Linked DNA regions of Mus musculus: region 1 is linked to region 2. A link is a contact called in public capture Hi-C data. All regions are on one chromosome and are shown on one strand. The core of a region is the stretch at or near the end of the contact, and the rest is flanking DNA. Distances in the headings are between cores, read along the strand shown. Region 1 holds the start of Gsn (gelsolin). Region 2 holds the start of Rabepk (Rab9 effector protein with kelch motifs).

Region 1 (6,396 bases), core at 814-3,313, 480 kb after region 2:
TCAGCCAAGGAGCAAGTATCCCCTCAGGCATGTTCTTAAAGCAGTCTTTCTAGACTACAGTTCTAAATCAATCAATTAATCAATCAATCAATCAATCAATCAACTCTATTGGATATATTTCTTTTCTTTGGCTTTTTTGGGGTAGGGTTTCTCTGGGCAGTCCTAGCTGTCCTGGAACTCTCTTTATAGACCAGACTGGCTTTGAACTCACAGAGATCTGCCTGCTTCTGCCTCCCGAATACTGGGGTTAAAGGTGTGCACCATCACTGGCCGGCTAGATGTATCTGTGTCATGTTTTAGATCTTGTGCTTTAAGCTGCTATTTCAGGAAGTGTCTCAGGATGTAACGCATGTAGCATGCACAGTCCACTCACCGAAGCACACAGTTCTGTGATTTTTCTGTGGCGTGAACTGGTTGTATGATCATCATCGTGGTGTGGTATTAAAAATTTCCCACCATTACAGTGATCTGAGGACTCTCTCCAGCCTGGGCAGCCACGCCACGGCAGTGTCCAAGGTGACGTCTCTCTCCTAGTCGAAGTGATAGCTTTAACAGTGCAGCGTTTACTGACTTTGCAAGGGTTTGTGCATCAACTGCAGATTCTTTCCTTATAGAAAGGAAGAGACATCATTGTGCAATTTGCTTCTGGCACCTGGAGGTCTCTCCATGCCTACTGAGTGCCTACTATGTGCTACCAGGCACAACTGGCTCTGACTTCTTTTTCTTTTCACAGTTGCTTTGTGGTCCATTGTGTGACAGTCCCATCACTTATGTCCCCAGGGCATTTGGGTCATTTCCAATTCTCTTTGAACAATGCTTCAATGCATATCCTTGTCCATTGCAAGCAGCTCTGTAGGGAATGTTGTATTATGTGTCTTGAATATGCACAATCTACTTTCTATCTAGAGAGGTGAAAATGGCTTATGCTTCCAGAAATGTTCCTGCAAGCAGTGTGGGCTTTAATCACCTCCCTGAGTTGTGCCCAGGGCAGCCCACTGTAGGCTACACAGGCTTGAAGGTGGGCTTCCTAGACCATGGAGCCCAGAGAATTCAAGGCCTCTACAAACACCTGATAAAATCCCATTTCTAGGGGTACTCACCTTTCTTGCCTTGCCCCCCTGTAAATCAGATCCTAGCTATTTACTGGGCATGGCCTGTGTTTGCTTGCCCTCTGCCTATATGCTGTTCCCTCCCCTGGAAATGTTCTCAGTCTCCCCTGCGACAAGACCCAGGCCATCTGAAGTCCCCATAACCTTCAGTCTCAGCTGTTCTCTGTGTTCTCTTAGCTGTGAACTGTTTCCCCTTAAGTGGGAAGAAACTGGGGAGGGAGACAGCAAAGTTAGATAGAAGTCATGCTATGTAGGCTCCCAAGGGAGCTGGGACAGCGATGCATTGCCTCCTGCAGACCAGGCTATCTGAGCAGGCCTGATCTAACCCTCTGCAACCTCTAGGAGACATAGTAGGTGGTACTTAGTAGTTTAACTTAGGTCCACATTTCCCAGTGATGAGGAGCGAGGGAAGGAGAGGGCCTGAAATGGGGCGGGGAGGTGGGGGGAAAAGGTTGCAGAAGGAAATGGAGGTGTTATCCTTTAAAGGAGATGGATACAAGTATTGCCCTGGGCAGGGGCAACCAGTCAACAGGCAAGAACTTTGTACAACAAACTAAGATTTGCTCAAAATAACAATAACAAAACAGAAAGAAAGAAAAAATGTCACTGGGGGGAGGGGAGAACAATCCAAAAAGAGTACTTGAGTTGGAAACCGCCATGAACTTGTTAGTTCATGCTAGGTGTTTTTTGTTGTTTTGGTTAGTTTTTGTTGGATCTGCTTATTGGACCAATAAGAAGGCGGTTGAACGGGCCCCAGAAAAACTCTCACTGAGTTAGCATCTGTTATATGTCAGACCACAGGCCGGATCTTCTGATTGGAAACTAGGGTCCAAGGGGCGACCGCACCCAGTCGGGTTGGTCCCAGTGGGAAGGGAACCCAGATGTCTCAGAGATCCCGGACAGATACCCGCCTCCCCCGCGGGCCGCAAGGCCCTCCCTGCTGGGCGGTCCTCAGCTAGGGCGGGATGGGACGGCCGGTTACTTAAAGGTTGGGGCGACCAAGGGTCCGCGGCCGCAGCCTGGGTCCTCACCGTCGCCATGGCTCCGTACCGCTCTTCACTGCTCTGCGCGCTGCTCCTCCTGGCGCTGTGCGCACTGTCGCCTTCCCATGCAGCCACCACATCACGGGGCAGGGCCCAAGAGAGGGCGCCCCAAAGTCGGGTGTCTGAGGCGCGGGTGAGTGCCCGGGGTCCCCGGGGCTCCCCGAGTAATTGTCTATTGTAAGTTCTTGCAGATACAGCGCTAGGAAAAGGGGAGTAATTCAGGTGTAGAATGGAAAAACTGTTTTGTTGCTTTGTAAGTATGTCTTGCTGCTTCGGGGCTCCTGGGGGCGGGGTTCGGGGGCCGGGGCCAAAGCTCTTTCCTTCCTGCAGGCTAACCTCACCTTGGCCGGATCTTTCCCCACTACTGATTTGGATCCCATCTCCTTTATCATGTCTAACTACTGCCCTTCTTGCTGGTCTTTCTCAGAGTCCTCTGCGTTTGCTGTTTGCTGTTTGTCTGTCCCCTCCCGTTCGGTTTCCCCTTTGAAAGCCTCTGGACAGGACTGTTATTTTATTCTCTTCTCTCTACCCTGATTGTGGTCTCCTCCCCTGCCCGACCCCTCCCACTTGTCTGCCCTTTCTGTTCTCTACTCTCCACTACCTGAGTTTTTCTCCCCAATCGCTTCTGACTTCTGCCTGCTTTTTGTTCCAACCAGACCTTCCTCTGTCTGAGGTGACCTGCTGACATCCCTCCTTGGGCGCAAACCTAACCGTCTGTCCCATTGGCACCTACAGAGCATGTCTGGCAGCCTTTCCCACCCTCAAACCTTCTCCTAACAGGTTCCCCCTGCAGACTTCAGGCTCCATTCCTTCCCCCTTTCCCAAGATGTGGAAATTTGGTGGGTGGGATGCTGGGGGCGGGGCAGGAGGGAGGAGGCAGACAGCTCAGGAGGCCACTTGGGCCCACTAAGCCAGTCCTTAGTGGGCTGTGATGATCCTTCCCCTTCCAAGGAGCAAAACCAACCACGGGACCTAGGATCGGGCCCCTTGCCCTTTGGTCCTGTTTCCCCATTTGCAGAGTAGGGGTGGATAATGCGTCCTAAGCCACAAAGGTTCTGGAAGAGAGCATGCAGAGTCACTGGGGACTGAGAGATTTGCCACTGCTATCTGGGAGTGTCTATCCATAGGGGCAGAGAGTGCCTTTGGAGTCCAGGGCTATCCCTCTATGTTGTCTCCCAAATGGGGGCCCCTGAAAGACAGCCTGCCTCTTTGTGCCTTAGCTATCTCCCCAAAAGGGAGGGAGCTCTCTGCCTCCTCTGTCATATCACCAACTAGGAGAGCAGAAAGGAAGACAGCCTGGCCTGGCCAGAAACTCCCAGAAAGGGGTTGATTCTCCTCTAGCACAGGGAGAGCTCGAAGCTGCCCTCCCTCATGCCTGGGGTCTCTCCTTGCTGAGACCCACACTTCTGCTCAGGTTCTGTCCTGTCTCTCTGCAGCCCAGCACTATGGTGGTGGAGCACCCCGAATTCCTGAAGGCAGGGAAGGAGCCTGGCCTGCAGATCTGGCGTGTGGAGAAGTTTGACCTGGTGCCTGTGCCCCCCAACCTCTATGGAGACTTCTTCACGGGTGATGCCTATGTCATCCTAAAGACTGTGCAGCTGAGGAATGGGAATCTGCAGTATGACCTCCACTATTGGCTGGGTGAGGGAGTGCTCCTGCTTAGCCCCTCCCCATCCCCGACCCCCAACTGTATGGATATACCTGAACTGAGTACTCTCTACACCAGGCCTTTGTTAGTGGTTTCCATGACACCGCTCTAGAGCCAGCCTGTACAGGTTCAGATCCCAGCTCTGCCCTTTGACCTGTGATCTACCCTTCTGCAGCTCACCAGTGGTTTTTTCTATAGAATGGTCATGTTGACCGCTATGCTTCCTCAAGAGGACAAACAAGTTTTGTAGATGTCATGGAGACCCCAAATCCCTCCCCCTACCACCACCCCTGTGCTTTCTTGGATCAGCTCCAATCACTCCCTCATTTTCTCTTCCCAGCTAGGAGCCTAGAGTCTTTAACACTGGCTCTGTTCTGTTTGTTTTAAGGTCTCCTTATTATACAGATGGAGTAACTCAGGCTCTTGAAAAGCAGGGAGGGACTAGCTCAATATCTATAGCCAGGTCAGAGTAGAGCTGTTGGCTCTGCATGCCTCCTCCCCAGAGGGCCAAGACTACCTTCTAGAAGCCAGTCTCATGCTACCCTCATGTTTCCTAGGCAATGAATGCAGCCAGGATGAGAGCGGGGCTGCTGCCATCTTTACTGTGCAACTGGATGACTACCTGAACGGCCGGGCTGTACAGCACCGTGAGGTTCAGGGCTTTGAGTCGTCCACCTTCTCCGGCTACTTCAAGTCTGGACTTAAGTACAAGGTGGGTTGGGTCAATGGCATGGTTCACAGTCTTTCAGCCTTGCAGAGAGATGGACAGACAGGCCAAGTGTTAAGCTTTGGAGCCTAGCAGCAAGGAACCCTGGGTCCTTACCAGAGTGGTCTTGGATACACCAAACTCCTGCCCTGAGCTTTTGATTCCTTATCTTACAATGAAAAGATTCTCTACAGCCTGGTAGACAATTGACAGCATCAGAGTGAGCACACAGGAGACCTTCTCACATTGGCCCAGGGAGTGTGCCAAGTCCCGATCCTGAGATCCTGCACCCGGTCCTTGTTGAGGCTTTGTTGGCCGAGGGCCCTGTGATGAGTATTTGACAGGCCCTTTCATTCACATCTCTCTTCCTGATGCCCCCTCCTCCTGCCACATTTTCCTCTTGTACTTGTACTTTTACAAATCTGTACCATGTTTTGTTTTGTTTTGTTTTGTTTTCCTAAGCTTTTAGCCAGAGAAAATTCAAGCTGGGGACCCAGGAAACTGTTCCCCAATATACCGTGTAACCTCTAGACAGCCCCATGATACCCAGAGCCTGCCTTTCCGCTCTGGTTGCTGGAGAGCCAGTTATACCTGCCCTACAGGACGAGGGAGAGGCTCTGGTGAAGAGGTAGCTGGGCAGTGTCCCACGGCTCAAGAGAAGCCTAATAGTGATGAAGCTCGGCTCTATGTGTAGGGTAGAGAGGGGATTACAAGTTTAGGAACAAGATGAGTCCTGATCTCTCATTTTATTGGGGCTGAGGCAACTAAAGTACAGAGAGATTGATCAGTTAGACTAGGGACACAGGGTGAGTTAATGCAGAGGCTAAGACCAGAACCCACATTACCTGCCTGACTCTCAGTGTTGTTCCCAGCAAGTGACCCTGTCTCCCATGACCCGGTTCTAAGGAGGACACATACCCTATCTATGCCACTGTCCCTCTCTGGGCTTCAGAGTCCTCTTTGTCAGTGCAGATGTGACTCCCTCTTTCCCAGGTGAAGGACAGGGATTGAGTGATGGAGTGTACCTGTGAGACTTGGTGTGTCCTGGACCAGCAGCCTAGGCTGTGTGGGGCTGGGCTGCCTTTGCTGGGTTACCATGGCTGAGCAGCTGCTGCTCTATTCCCTCCTCCTGCTGTTGTCTGGGGTCCTTGCAACCCTGAGGAAGGATAGATGAGCAGCTGAGCCCTGGGCTGCAGAAAGACCTGTGTAGTCTCTCCATCCATTGTTCATTTAGCAGATGGCTTCAAGCTCCTAGATCAAGTTGGGCATAGTGGCACACACTTTTGAACCCAGAATTAAGGAGGCAGAAGATCAGGAATTCAAGGTGATCCTCTGCTAGATACTGTGTCTGAGGCCCCATTATGTACACACCGTGTGTGTGTGTACATATACGCACTTGTGCGCACCCACACGCACGCACAGACACCTGCACATGCATGCACATGCACACAGGCTCGTACATACACATATATATGAAGGAACAAGGGAAGGAAGACAGACCTGTAACACTCCCACTTGTGGCTGTCATGCTGCAGACAGTACTGGGAGTGTATGTGACCTTGTTTTATCCCCAAGGTAACCCTGGGAGGAGACCCGAGGCTCAGAAGGGTCACATAACTCTAAGTGGTGGAAGTTGTGTTCTAGCCCAGCCTCGCCCTGAGTCTGTCAGGCTCTGCACTGAGCAGTGGGGTCCAGGCGAGGCAGATCCCTTCCTGTCTAAGGATTTGAGAGTACTGGTGATCTTCAGAGAGTCGATCCACTGAAGACAAGAAGGAAGAGAAGGGGGACCCACAGGATTCACATGGTCAGCTCTCACGGAGATTAGGGCCATCCCTCTGCCTCAGTTACCCGTTGCTATGGGAAAAGCTGAGCAAATATAAATGTGACAGT
Region 2 (5,526 bases), core at 2,749-5,248:
GTCTAGGGTGGCCTTAGATTTCCAGGTAGCCCAGGATGACCTTAAATCCCTGATAGTCCTGCCCCTATCTCCCAAGTGTGGGGCTATAGGTGTGGGCCAGGGCACACAGTGAACATGGATATATCCTGACTCCAGCTCCTGTCTTGCTTGACCTCTCTGATGTTGGTGCTCCTGAACGTCCCACTTTCCTTCACCTTTTCCAGAACCTAGATTCTCCGCACCTCTTCCTCCGGGTGTGTACTTCCCTCTGACAGCTGTTTCCTTTCCTCTCTGACGTGTCTCCCACCAGCCCCCTCAGAACTGTCAGTATCCTAGGAATCCCTTTCCCTCTGCCTTTTTGCTTTTCTGATTCATCTGTCCTGGTGGTTTCTATGGACACCCATCTCCATCCCTATCAGTGATTACAGGATCTCTCATTCTTGTCCGGATCTGTCCTGCATGTGGATTTGTGTTCATGAATACCCCTTCTTTGTTTTCACAGTCAAAGAAAAGTTTTAACATAAAAGTTCTTTCTGTCTTTATTGTTTTCTGGAGAGCATCTTACTCCATCATCCAGGCTAGCCTTGGATTCTCAGCAATCCACCTGAATACTTGATAGTCCGTCTCAAAACAAAACAAAGCTAATCTTGGTGGCCATGCCTGTGATCCCAGCACTTGGGAGGCTAGGAAACGAGGATTGCTCAAAATTCGGAGCCAACCTGGGCTACATGAGAATCTGTCTCAACAACAAATCAAACAGCAAAATAAATAAATAAAGACATCTGAAGTTGGATGGACAGGTACATACAGGATATGCAGGGCCTCGTTTAAGGTTCCTGCTTTGTCGTATTGTTCAGGGAGAGGGATGGAACTATTCATACTAAGCAGAGCTCTATAACCAAGCTACATTGCCAGTTCTCTATTGGGTTTTACCCCGGAGCATGTCTCCAGAGCACGTGTGATGGCTCTGGAGCAAGGTAATTGTGGGAAGTGGGCATGGAGGCTCAGTTGGAGTCAGTGGGACCTTGTCCACCCTTCTGGGATCCCCTCAGTGCAGGTCACACTCCATCACTTGCTCTGCCTCTAGCTTCAATACATAGGGACCATTTGCCTTAGGGCTTCGGAGCTTTTACAGTCTCATCACTGTTAGTCGCTATGAGTTGCTGAATGAAGGGTTTAACAAAAGCCAAATAATCCAAATTCCCTAAAGTCTCAGCTTAGAGGAGGACCTGAGGGATGGAGCTGAGGATGCCAGATGGCCAGTGCTTTATTCTTCCTGGTAAACAGATTTTAATAAAATTAACAGCTGCTCTTTGATAATTATTTCCCCTCTATCTTTCCTCTGAAGATCTTCCCAGACAGTTTCAGTCTCATTACCACAGTTTCATGACTACCTCTTTGCAGTGATAATCAGATGTGTTAGCAAACTACATGAAACAAAAACTCAAGTTCTTATATGCATCTGAATCCTTCCTTACAGACCATGTGGCTTTCCTGGGCTTGTCTCCAGGCTCCAAGATGGGCAGCTGCTTCATGATGCCCTGTGCAGAAGAGAGGAAGGGAGTGTTCAGACATCTTCCCACAAGACAACAAACCCAACCACACCCCTCTCAAACCTTTCTTATTGGATTGTGGAGGAGCTCAGTGGTAGAGCATTTGCCCAGGATGAGAAAGGCCCCAGGTTGAAACCAGGAAGAAAAACAACAAAACAAAACAAACACCCCAAATCTCTGAGGTTGAATGTACGAAGTTCAAAGGCCTGACAAATCTGAATCAACGTTACCACACTTCTGAGATAATTCTTTCTTGTTCAGAAACAAGTAGCCCAGGCTGACTTCCAACTCTGGGCAACTCTCCTGCCTAATTCTCCTCAGTACTGTAACCACTATATCCAGCTGCCCCCCCCCCACCCCCCGGCCCCCAGTGATAATCCAGGGCTTTATGCATGCTAGGTAAGTGTCTATCTTGAGTTACATTCCAGCTGTTGACACAACATAGCTTTTGAAGTTTCTCAGCTAATGTTTTCCTTCTGTCTGTAAGGCTCATAAGGGATGAACATACATCAAACTGTCAGAGGCCTTAAGATCTTTATTAAGATAAAACAGGTTAGCCAGGTGGTAGTGGCACACACTTTTAGTACCAGCACCCAGGAGGCAGAGGCAGGAGGATCTCTGAAGTTTGAGGCCAGCCTGGTCTACAGAGTGAGTTCCAGGACAGCCAGGACTATCCAGGAAAACCGTGTCTTGAAAAGCAAAAACAAAAACAACAAACAAAACCCGAAAGAACCACCTCCAAAATAAAGAACTCACAGGGTGTCAAGGAAGGCAGCCATGCAGCGGGTGCAAATCAGAACATATGAAAACGGCATAATGAGACATGTTGTTTTATAGGCTAACTTAAAAATTGGATTTAAACTTTTTTTTTTTGAGAGCCAGGCATAGTGGTGCACACCTTTAATCCCAGCACCGGTGAGGCAGAGGTGGGGGCATGTGGTCTCTGTGATTTCTATGCCTGCCTAGTCTACATAGTGAGTTCTAGGACATCTAGGGCTAACCCTGCCTCACCTTGGCCCTAGCATGCCATAGAAACCAAGTTTTCTGGTCTCTATCTTTTTGCTGTTATTTTCGGACAGGATCTCACTCTGTGGCTTTTTGGGGCCTTGCCTGCAATACTGGGCTTTCTGTTGCTCCTCTGACTTTCATAACTTGCACTGCCTCACCCAGTGGGAATTTAATAAAATTAACAAGCATTCTGTGGTAATTACTGCCGCCCCTATCTTTCCTTCCTGTAAATTTTCACACTGCTAGTGGATATTTAAAGCCAGTTTCAAGGAGTTGGCATGGCTCTGTGGTAGAGTGTCTGTTTAGCATGGGCAAAGCTCTGGGTTCAAGTCCCAGAAAATTTCAAAGGTTATTTAAAGAGATTACCCCTTTCCAGTCTCTCAAGTTACTGCTCCTGCCTCAGGGATTAGCAATATACATCACATACACCCTCGGCAGGAAGGCTTAATCAGGACTTGGGTTTAGACCACAATATATATGACTGTATCCATTTAACCACCATATTACAGGAGTCATTCTGAACGTAATTATCTTTTCTTTTAAACTCATTACTCATTTAGAGACACGGTCTTATGTACCTTAGGCTAGCCCCCACTCATTATGTAGCCAAGGATGACCCTGAACTTCTGCTTCTCTTGCTGCCACCTCCCAAAAGCTGGAATTACAGGCAAACACCACCATACCTTTTTATGCCTTCTGGAGATCAAACCCAGGGCTAAGTTCTCGATAGGCAGGCAGTCTACCAATTGAACTACACCCTTACATCCCTGAATGTAACTATCTATTTAAAAGTCTGTAATCGGCCAGGCATGGTGGTGCACTACATGGCACTAGAGAGGCTTGAGGCAGCAGAGGCCAGCTTGAGCTACACAGTGAGACTTGTCTCAAAATAAAAGTAACAGAAAAGTATCGAAACTAGATTCCAAAATGTTAGCATGTCCGGCCTTCTGATTCATTCCGATAACTTACCAATGGACCTGCAGAGTGTAGAAGTGAAGGACAAACGAATGAAGAAAGGGAATTAAAGGAGAGTTGGGCCGATGAGGCCCACAAGCGGGCTAGGCTAATGACCACAGGGTCAGCCCAGAGCTTAGAGGGGCCGGCGTGGCGGGGACTCTCCTAGCCACCTCCTTTGCGTCCCCTCTGCCGGCCACATCTCCGCGCGAAAGAAGTCGGGGTCAGGGAGAAATGGCTGCCAGCTTTCCCCAAAACTGACCGGCCGGAGACCATGGGTACTACCCCTCCCACCCAGTTCAAGCCTACTGCCTTAAGAGACCTCCAGCCCAGCACCTATTACCTGCCGCAGCCCCCGCATGTCCTGGACGTGGCTCCACCCATGGGGCGGAGCTTAGGAGCCCGTCCTCTTCCCCAGTCCCGGAAGCGCGTCCAGGCCAACCGCTCTACGCCTCCGGGTCTCCGGGACTACGCGCCAAACTTAGTCAGGGCCTCCCGGAACTCTGCGTACTGGTTGGCATCCGGTCCATAACTCCAATTTCGGGTCCCGACGGAGTTTGTTACAGCAGTCCTTAGTAGTGACTTCTGAAGGGGAAGGATGGGTTGGAACTCACGTAAGCCAGGCTGACCTTGAATTCTGCTTCAGGCTCCCGAGTGAGATTTCCTGCATGCCATAGGATGCTAGGTTTTGCCTGTGCAGGTTTGAGGTTGGTTCAAACTGTGGATCCTAAAGCGGGTTATTTCCATAATCGCTGTTTGTGGTTACAGCACGTTCCAGACCACAGGCCCTGGGCTTTCCGGGAGCTCACAGGCTGAGCAGAGAGATTAAACACGAAGGACAACTAGGAGGTCCTATTGTAAACGCTGAAGAATAAAAAGTTCATTGACACTGTATGTTCTTGGGGAAAGTTATTAATACTTTTGGTGTCTTCTCTCAGCGACACACAAATTTTAAGATTTCCATAGAGGTTGTAGTCGGGAATTTTTATGGAGGCCCAGAGCTGGTCCTTTGTAAAAGCCGTGATTATTTTTATCTAGACACAAACTACCTCTGTTGACAGCTTCATCTGCATCCTCTCTGATCTATGTCCTAGCTATAGGTGCCCCGTGACTTTCCTAAAACAAAGATAGCTCGCCTATGTGCCTATGTGTGAACAGAGTACCATACTCTGAGCTCACTAACTTCCCTCAGAACTCAAGACAGCCTAGAAACAGAAGTAGTGTGTCTTTAGTGGGAGAGGGAAGACAGACTGGCTTCAAACAAGCTCCCGCACTAAATGGGAAATGTCTGACGAGTCTGCTCCTCTCTGAACCCTAGTTTACTCATAGATAGAATGGGAATAGCAATATCGGAACACAGCTGTCTAGAGAATTTACTAGTGCAAGTAAAAGAAAAACTTGGGTTTTAATTTTGAGACAGGGTCTCATGCAGTCCAGGCTTGCCTCCCATCTCACTGTATACCTGAGGATGGTCTTGAACTCCTGATTCTGCTGCCTCCACCATACAAATGCTGTGATTTACAGAAAAGATTTACAATGCTCCCACTCCAATTTATTTATTTAGTTACTTGAAAATATAACCAAAATTCATGGACAAAGTAAAATTGGGCTACAGCTCTCTTCACAACTTTGCCATTATATTTCCAATACCTGAGTCTTTGTGATTGCCTGTAATTATCAGAAAGCTCCCATAGACTGCCAAAGAATTTAGAGGTATGCACTCACTCTGCTTTCTTTTTTTTTTTTTTTTAAGATTTATTTATTATATGTAAGTACACTGTAGCTGTCTTCAGGCACACCAGAAGAGGGTGTCAGATCTCATTACGGGTGGTTGTGAGCCACCATATGGTTGCTGGGATTTGAACTTGGGACCTTCGGAAGAGCAGTCAGTGCTCTTACCCGCTGAGCCGTCTCGCCAGCCCCTCACTCTGCTTTCCTTCTGGAGAGAATCAGGGCTAGGTTGGCTCTGCCATGTGCCCAACATATATTTAGACAGCGAGTCCTTCTCAGAGCTCCAGAATGTGCCTTGGGC

What was found. Capture Hi-C pulls out chosen DNA fragments and counts their contacts.
Region 1: a capture Hi-C map of macrophages shows a contact between it and region 2, with 2.7 times the contacts expected there. The contact joins the promoter of Gsn here to the promoter of Rabepk in region 2. A contact is called at or near these places in 1 of 15 datasets of contacts at CTCF or cohesin (large pre-B cells), 3 of 115 datasets of contacts at active chromatin or transcription factors (bone marrow-derived macrophages, embryonic limb bud and pancreatic cancer cells) and 1 of 9 other capture datasets (macrophages).

Annotation. Positions count from the first base shown.
Region 1 is chr2:35,280,317-35,286,712 of GRCm38.p6, forward strand. Gsn (gelsolin) reads left to right here and starts at 2,064. Exons shown (of 17, transcript NM_146120.4): 1 at 2,064-2,285; 2 at 3,589-3,793; 3 at 4,358-4,512. The coding sequence starts at 2,148.
Region 2 is chr2:34,795,914-34,801,439 of GRCm38.p6, forward strand. It overlaps Rabepk (Rab9 effector protein with kelch motifs), which reads right to left and starts at 3,999. Exons shown (of 8, transcript NM_145522.4): 1 at 3,838-3,999; 2 at 1,462-1,520. The coding sequence starts at 3,855.